Linked DNA regions of Mus musculus: all the other regions are linked to region 2. The links are chromatin contacts, called in public promoter capture Hi-C maps. All regions are on one chromosome and are shown on one strand. The core of a region is the stretch at or near the end of the contact, and the rest is flanking DNA. Distances in the headings are between cores, read along the strand shown.

Evidence for each region. Promoter capture Hi-C pulls out the DNA fragments that hold promoters and counts their contacts.
Region 1: a promoter capture Hi-C map of pre-B cells shows a contact between it and region 2, with 7 times the contacts expected there. The contact joins the promoter of Itgb3bp here to the promoter of E130102H24Rik in region 2. A contact is called at or near these places in 3 of 39 promoter capture datasets (the C10 cell line, hippocampal neurons and pre-B cells), 1 of 115 datasets of contacts at active chromatin or transcription factors (large pre-B cells) and 2 of 9 other capture datasets (adipose tissue and liver).
Region 3: a contact with region 2 is called in a promoter capture Hi-C map of pre-B cells, with 4 times the contacts expected there. The contact joins the promoter of Alg6 here to the promoter of E130102H24Rik in region 2. A contact is called at or near these places in 1 of 39 promoter capture datasets (pre-B cells), 1 of 484 Hi-C or Micro-C datasets (uterus) and 1 of 9 other capture datasets (embryonic stem cells).

Annotation. Positions count from the first base shown.
Region 1 is chr4:99,827,829-99,831,614 of GRCm38.p6, forward strand. It overlaps Itgb3bp (integrin beta 3 binding protein (beta3-endonexin)), which reads right to left and starts at 1,330. Exons shown (of 9, transcript NM_026348.4): 1 at 1,255-1,330. The coding sequence starts at 1,259. It overlaps Efcab7 (EF-hand calcium binding domain 7), which reads left to right and starts at 1,617. Exons shown (of 14, transcript NM_145549.2): 1 at 1,617-1,726; 2 at 3,565-3,752. The coding sequence starts at 3,566.
Region 2 is chr4:101,354,067-101,358,270 of GRCm38.p6, forward strand. It overlaps E130102H24Rik (RIKEN cDNA E130102H24 gene), which reads right to left and starts at 2,182. Exons shown (of 2, transcript NR_040708.1): 1 at 2,015-2,182. All of the region lies in intron 1 of 0610043K17Rik (RIKEN cDNA 0610043K17 gene), which reads left to right.
Region 3 is chr4:99,713,868-99,717,942 of GRCm38.p6, forward strand. It overlaps Alg6 (asparagine-linked glycosylation 6 (alpha-1,3,-glucosyltransferase)), which reads left to right and starts at 1,763. Exons shown (of 15, transcript NM_001081264.1): 1 at 1,763-1,839.

The DNA.
Region 1 (3,786 bases), core at 80-2,579, 1.5 Mb before region 2:
AATTAGAAGTTTGTTGTTTTCTTCAGCTACAAAGTGAGTTTAAGATCAGCCTGGGTTATACAAGCCCCTGATTCTTTAGAAAAATGGACCAACCAACACAACTGCTAAAAATATGGGATGTCAATGTACTTAATGAAACTCTTCTAATATAACAACATCTACTCATATATTAAAGTTGCCAGTTGCCAGAAAAATATCCACTTCCAATAGATTTTGGTTCCTCACTTCTGTAAACAGATCAGGAACATAGTTTACACACCAAATTCATTTTCATTCTTTTCCTGCTTAAGTTTTGTTCCCTCATCTTTGCCAGCAATGTTATAATAGACATTTTTCTAATGCATTAAAAGATAAACCTTTTTAGAATGGTGAGTTAATAAATATTGTTATTTCCGAAGGTCCTCCTTCTTTTATGTCAGCTCATATCTTACACAAGTATCCCCGATAATATCTTAGTTTGCATTTTACTCAAACAGGAAAATGTTACCCTAGCAGGAAGTACCTAAATCAGCCTGGTACGGGGGTAGCCAAAGAAGTATTACAAGAGTTAGGTCTTCCTCCTCCCTCAAATTCTTTAAAAAGACCCTGTTTTTTTTAAAAACAAAACAAAACAAAAAAAAAAAAAAACCTGTTTATACAACCGCTAACTGTGCTTTATATAGCCTATGTAGGGTAGCCGAAGGGTAGCAGTCTAGCACAATACCCATCTCTACTATGGTCATTTTCGGTAATCACATTATTGGGGTTGGGCTGTAACTTAAAGATGACCCAATACAAACCCACTTTTTACTTTTTTCAAGCTTATTTTTATAAGTAAGAAAAGTAAATCACTTATTACTGAGTTGCTAAGTGATAATCTTAAGAATCTTTCAGTGCCTGAAATCCATTCAGTCCATGAAATCTCTCCCGAGTTTCAGAGAACTCACTACACAAATGCTTAACAAGCATTTAAAAATTCTACAAATTACAGAGAAATGTTTACTTAATATACTCTTTCATTCTTAGTCATTTCAAGTTAGACATTACTCAGATTTAGCCCGCAGCTTACACAATGATGTGAAGTTTTAAGAGTCAAAGAAGTGTTGGAAGGGTAGAGGTAGGTTGGGAATACCAAGCATCCCGACGCTGTCAACAGAGAAAAGTTTATAGAAATAAAAAAGACAAGGTGACCATGGGACGGCATACTCTTCCTGTATACTCTTTTTGCTCATAGAGGGCCCACAAAACAGCAACGTCTGGGGAAGGGATACCTACGGCATTTCGGGACTCCGTTGCTGGACAGAACCAACTGAGAAACCGCAAACGCGGAAGCATAAAAAGCCCGCGTAGTAAGCGCTGGATGAGGTGTCACCCCGTATGCAGCTCGCCGGAAACAGTCTCCGCGCGAGAAAGAGCCTGAACGTGTTCAAGGAAATGGTGCAGGGAGTCTAAGGCCAGAATCCATTTAGCCCCAGCCGCATGCAGCGCACGACCCTCCTCACTATTGTGGACATGCCAGCCTCGCAACAGATAAGCTACAATGCCATGGCTGTTCTCTCTCGGTCAATGGTCCACAAATCTCTGGTCGGAGCGTTTGGAAGGTGCTCTGCCTCTTATTTCCGGTGGCGGCGAGGCGCAGTTGCTATGGTAATCTAAAAAAGGCGGAGGTCTGTCCGGTTGCGCCGAGAGGTTCGCGGATCTACTAACGAAAATTGGCTGCTCTTCTTGGTTTGTGAGCTGAAATTAGGTAGCCACCAAGCCTCTCTCTTGCTCTGTCGCTCGCTCTGCTCTTCATTGTGCGGCCGCCTCTCCCATCTGCTACGTTTACTTCTGTGTCCTCCTAAGAGCCGGTGCATGCCCCGAAACACACAAGGGGATGCAGCATCGTGGCCAGAGGAGTACAAAAAACGGAGAGAGCTTGTCTGGGATTAGTTGTGACTGTTTCACGGTGCAGCGACGGTGACTGGATGGCTCTCTGTTTTCATTTGGCCCTTTAGACGCCTTAGGCGCTTTTAACAGTTTATTTTTCCTGCTTATTGTGTGCCTAGTTATTTATGGAGCCGTTTGCTACAATATACTCTCCAGGCCCCTGTCTCAGACTTGGGCTAGAATTTTAAATAAAAGGTGGTTTCCGAGCCCTAGGGGTGCAATTATATATTTATTTAAGCTTCAGTTTGGACTGTCTTCACAGGAAGGGAAAGAATAGAATTCTGGAACATTTCTGTCCAGGGATTTTCATGTGAGAATAACCCCATTTGGAAGGAGCACTTGAAGATCCTTAAAAATGTTTTTAAATTGCTTGCTGTAAGCCGAGTGCTTGCTCTTCCTTATTGGAATAGTTTTCTTTCCCGTTTGTGAGATGGCGCGCACGCATATGTGTTTAAAACCGATGTTTAATTATGGTGATACCAATTTGCAGTAACCAGACTGTGACACCACATCCCTATGGGGTCCTTCTAAATCTGGTGTAATATGAAAGTGTCAGGCAGGCGGTCTGTGTATTATAAATAGGGTACTTCATCCATGATAAGCGATTATTATCTTTCTTTCCCAAGTGTAAAAGACCTACATAATTCAAGAAGGTGCCAGTGATTTAGGCCTCCTGAGTATGAATCCAATGAGTCCTGAAGGGGACCCTACCTGTGTCATCTTATTGTTCAACTTGAACTATTCAATTTATTAGATTGGAATGTATTTTTAGAAGTCAACGCAGGATAAAGCAATGTTGGAAGCCATTAGACCACCAGAACAATTTTGCCCTGCATAGTAGCCTTTGTTCAATAAACCTTCATTCACATTAAAAGAAGAAATGACTGAGATTTCACAAATTACCACTGACTGGGTGACATCTCTGTCCCTCAATTTCATCATCTGTAAAATGGACAAAAAGTGCCTGGTCAGTGTAGAAAGGATTAAATAAGACGTTTGATTGTATATTAATGTCTTATGAGCAGACATGCTGTATAGACACTAAATATTATTACTAGTAAAGGAACTTTATAAAGCTCAATGTAATCGGTGGAACTTCAAATATCCAGTGATTTGACATGAGCTGTATTATAGAAATGTGAATGAAATGATAGTTAATCCTGCTATGGGGGGATCCAACTGCAGTTGATTTGCATTAAAAAAAAAACCTCACTGTTGGGGAATTTCACTCCATGTATGTTTTCTTTAGCATTTGTGTGTCCTGAAGTATTCTGTATGTTTCACATTTGTGAACTGTTGTAATCTTAACAACCCTGTGAAGTCTCCCCTGAAGTCTTATTTTGAGATGATGCATGTATGCATTTTCTTTGTTCTGATTCTTTTGGATTATGCTACATCATTGTTCTTTAGGATATCATTGTATATTTGAGAAATTATATACAGTGTGTATATCTATCCATCTATAATTAGAAATCAGTTATTAAGGACTTATTCTACTTAACATTTAAGTTCATAGAGATGTTATAATATTTATCTTTTTTATTCTATATATGCAAACTTTAATACCCTAGTACGCCACCCCATGGTGGCACATTTGCATTTTAGGTGATTTACATCGACGACTAAAGTAAAAAAAAATTCATTCTTTTCTAGCAGAATGGCCAGCAACCCTGGAAGTGATGCAGCTTTGGGTACTCAGAACCCACTGCTTTCTGGGAGTCCTCGAACAAAGAAATTCCCACTAACTGAACAGGAGGTGTTTTATATGAACTGTAGAGCCGCCTACTTAACTATCTTCAAAAGCAGCTTGGAAAACATTATTTCTAAAGATCAACTTTACCTAGGTAAATTTTTTGAAGTTGAACATTTTCTCTTATT
Region 2 (4,204 bases), core at 932-3,431:
GAGAGAGAGAGAGAGAGAGAGAGAGAGAGAGAGAGGGAGAGAGAGAGAAAGAGAGAGAGAAAGAGAGAGAGAGAGAGAGAGAGAGAGAGAGCACACCACACAGAGAACAACCAGGGTTAATTTCCAAGGAAAAGGGGAGAAACCTTGACACTGGAGCTTCTTTGTCTAGGACATTAGTCACCCTGTGAAAGTTACAATTATTGTTTACACTAAGCCTCTCAACTTTCAGAGAACAGCTGCCGCTGCATCCTAAGACTCACTCTTCTTCAAGTACCCCTTCCTAGCTTCTGTCTACCAGGCTGATCTACCAGGGTTGCAGATCATAATCCACGAGTCCCACTTTATACATACAAAGACCTGCTACTGTTTACATGCCAACACATATGAATAATAAACACCACACCTCAGTTATCATTCATGAGCCTCAGTATTCCAGACTACCTCGAGAAAAGCATTTACTAACACTATAGCTTTCTCTTCCCTTTCACGCTGGGTCACAGCTCACTTTGTTCCCCCAGCCGCTGATTTCAAAGTTGATCTCGTGAAGGAACTGGATTCCTAAGGTAGTTAGTTCTATTTTGAGCCTTCTTCCTGTTCTGAAGCTAAAGTTGGAAGGGCTTAGTGGTGATGTCATGGAAGGGAGAAGTGCCTTTTTTCAGAAGGGTCTCTTCTGGCAATTCCCAGGACACATAGGTGGTGAACGATCCCCCTCTCACCATCCCTCACCTCTCCTTCCCTCTGGAGTCCCAGTTAGTCACTAGCCAGGAAGAAAATCAACTCTAATAACAGGCAATCACACTTGCATATTTTATATTCCAAACATAATAAATGAAAAGACAGAGAAAAAAATTGCCTAGTTCTAGGAAAGGGGTGGGGGTGGCTATCTCTCCCCATCCACTCTCTCCAATATAAGGCCAGGAGGAGCAAAAGGCACTGCAGAAAACAGCTGTTAGGAAGAATTCAGGAGGCTCCGGGAGGAGAATGCTACGGGGGTTTTGGAAACCGGAACTTGAGGACACCCCCCCCCAAATCCTTTCTTCTTCCCTCCCTCTTGGAAGAGACTTGGGGCTGGGTGTGCCTTCTGCTTTGAGAAGCATTTGGCTCGGTAGAAAGGCAAGGGGCCAGGGTGCGGCCCACAGGGAATAAAAGCTTAGGCCTGGCTCTGGGCTAAGTTTAGTGGGAGATAGAGGAGACCGGAGAAGTGCAGGTCTGAGTGGAAGACCTACTGTGGAATTAAAAAAAAAAAAAACCCTCACTAGGGGCAGGGCGGGAGACACCTCTCTTTTTCAACTTAAACTCAACAGTTCATTGCCGGTGGGAAGAAGGGTGAAGAAAGAGACAAATTTTAACGTAAACTGTGAATTGCAACTTCTGGGGACTAGAGAGGGCTGACGTACCAACGCTATCAGCAGGTGAAAAGAAGCGCCTTTTACCAATTCTGGGGTGTCGAGGTCTGGCCAAGCTCTGGTGGGCAGGGCACTGTCTGGCTTCTTAGCTCACCTCGCCTCCAAAGCGGGAAGAAGCATAGGTGTGGTCTTTCTCCAGGAAGGTGGCAGCTGGCTTCGCGGGGCAAGGGAAAGGATTCCTCACCGGGAAGGCGGGGAGGAGCCCCGGGGTCAGCTGCGGCCAGGAGCCGGGGTCTTCGCCAAGTCCCCTCCCCCTCCTGAAAACCGACCTGGACTAGGATCGATTACAGCAACACCCTCTCGCCTTCCCAATAATTTCGCAAATAATAGTAATAAGCCCAGCCCCTCTGGCGCACGTTTAAAACAAACAAGCAAACAAACAAAAACCCAGAGCCCTGAGCGGTGGAAACAAACAGGTGAGTCCAGGGAGAAGCGGGAAAGAGTGGGGGATAAGAGGGGGGGCGTTCCCAAACGTAAGGGGAAACAGAGGTTCTCCCAACCTCTCTCCATTTTCCTTCCCCCTGCCCCCCAAGAGTCTGCGTGACAGGCTAGGTACCGCAAAGCCCACTCTGACAGCCTTCCCGCAGCCCGCGCCCCCGCCTGCCTACCCTAGGCTCCCGTGTCCAGGCTTCGGGGACCGCGCGGCGCTCGCCCGCACCCCGGCCCGCCACCGCCGCCGCGGGGACTCCGCTCTTCCTCTCTCCGCCTCCTCCTCGCAGACTCCTCCCGCCGGATCCGTCATGTAAACAACATCCCGGCTCTATTTCCAGCGGCCGCGGGACGGCGAGGGAACCGCGCCAGCGCCCAGCCACCGGGCGGGGGTGGGGGGAAAAGCGAGTGCGCCACAGCTCCGGGCCTGGCCCCGAGCTGCCGCCCCGCGCGGTCCGCCGCCTACCGGAGCTGGCGCCGAGCGCCCAAAGGCGTCCAACAGCAGCCTCCGCCCCCGCCGTCGTCTCCGGGCTCCGGGATACGGGGCCGGCCCGGGTGCGAGCGCCGTGCGCGCGCCGCACAGCCGCTCTCTGCGCCCCGCGGGCCGGCCAGGGCGCGCCGCCAGCCCGGGGCCGAGAGCGCAGCACCCGGAGCGCGCACACGGACGCCGCCCCCGCGGCCGCGCGCACCCCGCACCCACCTGCGCCCTCGGGGGTCCCGAGCCCCCCTTTCTTTGTTCATCCCGCTATTTGCATGAGGATTATCTAATGACGCAGCAAGGCTCGCCACAACGTGACCGTCGCCATTTTTCTGTTTTTATTCTAGCTTTGCCATGTGATAGATTGGGGAAGGGGGGGGGGGGGTGGAAAAGGGAGAGAGACAGGATTGAAGGAAAAAAAAAAAAAAAAAAAACTTCCGGGTCTCATGACCGGGAAGGGAGAAAAACAAAAGGGAGACGAGACACAACTCCAGGCGAAGGACGTGGTGCGTGTGCGCGCGTGCGCGCCGGTCTCTCCGTGCCCAGGAGCCGGAGGCTGGGGTGCTCCAAGCATCCTCCCATCATCAGGGTCCGCGGATCCTGGTTGTGCGGGCCTTGTGCTCCATCCTTCTGCTGGGTACCCGGCTGCCTGCCCTTGCCTGGCTCCAGTGGCTCAGTGGTCCATTCAAATAACAGAATCGGAAGACCGCTGCATTTTCTAAGTTGTAAAACAGTTCGCTCCGAGGACCCCCACATGGCGAGGGCAGGGGGAATCAGACCAGTTCAGATTTTCTTTCTGCTTCCTTTTCTCTTTTCCTAAAGCTGGACGCACAGCTTAGGGATGGTTTGTGGCGTTGCGGGCTTTTTGGTTTGGTTTGGTTTGGTTGGGCGAGGGCGTGCATCGTGGCTGGATTTATTGAGGTAGAAATTTAAATAAAAGGTTCAGTGCTAGGAAGGGTTGAGAAGACTGCTGCAGAGCTTTGGGCCGATTCGTGTTCTACCGTGTTAATTCACATTCACAGGACGTGATAGGTGCCCAGAGTTCACGGTTGCTGAAAGGATAAATGTCTGGAACTCTGCCAGGTCTCAGTGACAGAGTTTGGTGCTTTCGGTTACTTGTGTGTGTTCCTTCAAGAGCTTTCACTTTTGTTTCTCTTCTGCGTGCCTCTCGTATGATTGAAAGCAGAAGTGGACCTTAGCGTTGACTAGGGCGCTACCACTTACAGGTGAGAGACACAGGGTAGGTCTAAGCTAAATACCGTGTTAGACCCCAGTTTGTTTGGACCGAGAGACAGCTGAGGGGGTAAAGTAGAGCCTAGCACCGTGCAGCTGTAGTTCCGTTTTGTAACATTCCTGTGCCTAGAACTTAAAGATGGATAACTCAGAACTGCTAACCCCACAGGACTGCTGCGGGGGTTCATGACCTCTTCCGGCACCTTTCTTGAGTGTTGACTCAAATATGTGTGTGAACACAGCTTCTTTTCCTCTTCTTCTGGGGAGCATCCTTGTCATTGAACAAGGCAACATGTGTGCTGTGAAGTGTTTCTGTCCTGCTCACAGAGTTGAAAGCTCTCCTGTGTCTTCGTAATATTTATTTCATGGTGCCTTTCAACGTCGGGATTCGGGACAATGACTGGCTTTTCCGCTAGTGGGGACAAGCTTTGAGAACCACAGCTCTCTGTAGTCAACACTGTTTTCTTGCCATAAAAGCCAAGGGAGGCTTGAAGGAGACCTTTCCCACAATCCAATCCTGACCAGTCTAGGAAATTCCTTGCGTGTTTCCGGTAAAGGTTGGACAGAAGTCGTTTCATGGCTCTTACACCTTTTGCTGACCATTCTTGGCAGGCTTCTTTGGTTGCACATCCAAGTAAAACATACTTTGTTCTCTCAA
Region 3 (4,075 bases), core at 513-3,012, 1.6 Mb before region 2:
TCCTTTTCATATTTCTGAATGACATGTTTTATTACCGTTACTAGTTTAAATAGTAGCTTGCCTTTTTCTTCTGGTCTCAGTGTGACATAACATAGCAATGCTTCATCTTTCATTTGGCAGAAGCTTAAACACACGAACACATGGATTTTTGGCGTGTCCAAGGTGTTTCATGTATGTGTGATCCTGTAATGTGCTGGGCTTCAGACAGCATGTGTCAGCATGCTAGAGACTTCATCAGCTCACCTCCTCCTGGCGGGCTAACACACGCTCACTTAAGTACAGCTGCTTATCTTTCTTCCCCATTAGCTCCCTCATTTCTTCAGCAAATAAAAACGTTCTATCTTTAGCTCCAGCATCTTTCCTAGGTTCTGATTCACAAGTGGCACACAAGTGTTAGTATTTTGTTGTGTTGACATCACATCAAATTCACTACAGTGTAGCATCTTCTTCCAAGTCGATTCCAAGCTTCCCAACACACTACCTTGGGGACCATCCCATAATATTCTTTCCTTTAACCTTGCTGTCCTGCACACTTCCTACATTACAAAGACCTTTACACATCCCCTGTCCCATTGACCCTTCCTAGTTCTCACCCTGGTCTAACCATAACTTTTCCCTCTGACACATCCATTATCACCTGTGTCTGATTTTTCTTTCAAAGCTAAGGTGGCTCATTCAGGAAGAAGCCTTTCCTGACAGTTAATAGTTTACACCGAGTCCAAGTCTTGTCTTAACTCCCATGGACTGTGGTGTGTATACTACTAATGTGACAGTGTGCACTTCATTGTGCTGCTTTCTATTCTTTTTTTGCATGGGAAATGCTTTTTGAAGAGAATTTTGTGAGAGCAGAGACTCCAGTGTAGTCAAACAGGTGAGCTCTAGGTTGAGTGAAAGACTGTCTCAAAATGTAAGGTGGGGATGGATAGAGAAAGACACCAGCATCGACCTTTGATCTCTTCAAGTACACACAGGTAACACATACTTCTTCCCCCACCCCCAATTCACCTCCCCCAGCAATACTCAATATTTGTTTTCACTTATGTCAGAGTTGGTGTCTACAAAATGGCACAAATCAAAAGCAGGGTGTGAGGGAAGGAGGGGGATATTATTTTTGGCAAATGTGGGAACGGATGGTTCAAGTTGCCTGATGGGGCATGTAGTGTCTATTCTGGGACGGAGTTTTTTTTTTTTTTTTTTTTTTTTGGCGGGTCAGGGACAGGGTCTTGCTGTGTATCTCAGGCTGACCCTCTTACTCTCCATCCTCTTGCCTCAGCCTCCCTAGAGGTGAGAATGTCACCGTGTGTAGCTATTGCTGCTCATAGGCTCAACCCAGAGGCTCTAGAAACGGTTTCTCACTAGAAGTAACTTCTCAACTTTACTGGGGCAAGTAGTCTTTGCTTAGCTCTAAGAAAGTAGGCTGGCTGCTGTAGGGCACTGACCCAGGAGGAAGACCTGCCACTCGGGATGAGGACTGGCCAAGGGCTCGCCAGTGCGAAGAGCGCAGGAGCCGCCCCTCACAGGAATCCGTGGGCTAAGCAGCCGCTCAAGCTTTGGCCGTGGTCCCGGGAAAGAGGAGCAAGGGGCTTTCCACCTGCCCCTGACCTAACCCCAGCCGCCAGGCTTCTCGAATTCCAGGGCTTGCACCCCGCCTCCCGCAACGTGGCAGTCTAGCTCTCCCAGTCCCGCCCCTCCACGATGACTCCGCCCACCACTCCGCCCCCTCGCCTTACGGGCTCGCTCCCGTGAGCGCCGCTGGGAGCGCGCGTGCTCCTCGGGCTGTGAGTGCGCAGGCGCATTCGCTGGTTCTCTGCGGGCGCCAATTCTGGAGAGCAGAGGCTGGTAAGAGCCTGGGGTTGCCGAGGTCTGGAGGCGGCAGGCGTCGGGAGGTCCCGGCAGCCGGCTCGAGCGGGCTTCTCGGGGGCTTGTTGGGAGGTCTCGCCCATCCCCGAGATCCCCGGCGTGTGGCTGTCCTGCAGAAGTGACGCGGCCTGGCCGGATTGGCCTCGGCGACCCTGTCCCCGCCGTCCTGTGGGTCTGTCCCTCCCGAGGCTGATGTCCCGAGGGTACCTTAGCAGGAAAAAGAAGTCTGGGACTTGACGGTCTGGCCCCTTGTCGGGATGTGCCTGCTATCTGTGCGTGGCCTCCTGAGAAAGTTGCTGAGCTGCTCTTGCAGGTGGCACAGCAGTCGCCTGCTGTTTAAGGGGGAGATAGCCCGAATGGTGGCACTGGGAGGCAGAGGCAGGAGGATCTCAGGTTTCCAGGCCAGCCTGTTCTACATTGGAGAGTTTTAGGCTAGCCAGAGCAACACGGTGAGACCTCGTGTTTCACTGTGTTTCACACAGGACTTCCGAAAATGTAGTATCCCTCACTCTCTCCTCCCTTCTCCTGCCCACATTTGTCCACCCCGACTACCTTCTCTAGTCAAGTGGGTTCCTGCTTTCTGCCAACCGAACTCTAAGGATGGAAGGACATTGAAAGGACTAGAAATGATCTTTGCTCGCATAGCAATTTTGTTCTGAATAACAAGTGAATGGCATTTCCTCATAAGCTCGTTTGTTGGAATAACATGCTTGCAGAACCATACTGTACATAATTCTACTGGAACTTGTTGCTCATCACTCACCCAGGGAACGTATCTTTTTCTGTTTCTCAGTTCAAATAACAATATTCATTTCATCTCACAAGACCTCTCCAGAGAACCCCCCTCCTCATTAACCCTACCCCCTTAGGTAATTTTTGTTGTTGTTGTTTCTGTTGTTGATCTGTGGCTTTAAAAATGTATGGTTAAATACAATGCAGGGTGTTCTTTCAATTCTTTTTTTTTTTTTAATTTTTTATTAGGTATCGTCCTCATTTACATTTCCAATGCTATCCCAAAAGTCCCCCATACACTCACCCCCACTCCCCTCCCCACCCACTCCCCCTTTTTGGCCCTGGCGTTCCCCTGTACTGGGGCATATAAAGTTTGCAAGTCCAATGGGCCTCTCTTTCCAGTGATGGCCGACTAGGCCATCTTTTGATACATATGCAGCTAGAGTCAAGAGCTCCGGGGTACTGGTTAGTTCATAATGTTGTTCCACCTATAGGGTTGCAGATCCCTTTAGTTCCTTGGCTACTTTCTCTAGCTCAATTTATTTATTTTTTTTATTAATTTGTAGTACCATACATGTGTGCTGGCTAGTTTACTGTCAATTCGACAAGCTAGAGTAGGAAGCTTTAGTTGAAGAGAACTTCAACTAAAAAAAAAAAAAATGCTCCCGGGCTGGAGAGATGGCTCAGTGGTTAAGAGCACTGACTGCTCTTCTGAAGGTCCTGAGTTCAAATCCCAGCAACCACATGGTGGCTCATGACCATCTGTAATGAGATCTGACGCCCTCTTCGGGTGCATCTGAATACAGCTACAGTGTACTTAGATATAATAGTAAATAAACCTTAAAAAAAAAAAATGCTCCCACCAGGCTGGCTTATTGGCAAGACTGGTGCTTTTCTTTCTTTTTTAAAAAATAATTTTTTTTCAGACAGGGTTTTTCTGTGTAGCTCTGATTGTCCTGGAACTGGATTTATAGACCAGGTTGGCCTTGAACTTGGAGATTTGCTTGCCTCTGCCTCAAAAATGCTGGGATAGGAAGCATGCGTCACTATACCTGATTGCATTTTGATTGATGATTGATGTAAGAGGGCCTAGTTCATCAGAGAGGCTCTGTGAAAGTGCCAACATGTAGCAGGGAGACGCTGACTGAAATCTAAAAATTAGTCATTTATTCTGACTCTTAAAGATAGTTCTGGGGGGGGGGGCCTGAGGAAGTTAACAGTTAAGAGTGCTTGCTTCTGTTATAGAGGACCTGATTTCGATTCCCAGCCCCTGCCTCTAATTCTAGCTCCAGGCAGTTTGCCACCTCTGGCCTCTGAGGGCACCTGCACACTTGTGGACTTACACACACACACACAAAATTAAAAAAGAATCTTAAAGATTCCTATAAGTACAGACCTGTCATCCTAGTGCTTAGGATTCTGAGGCAGGAGAACCTAGAATAAGGTTGGTGACCAGCAACACAGTGAGATCCTGTCTCTACAT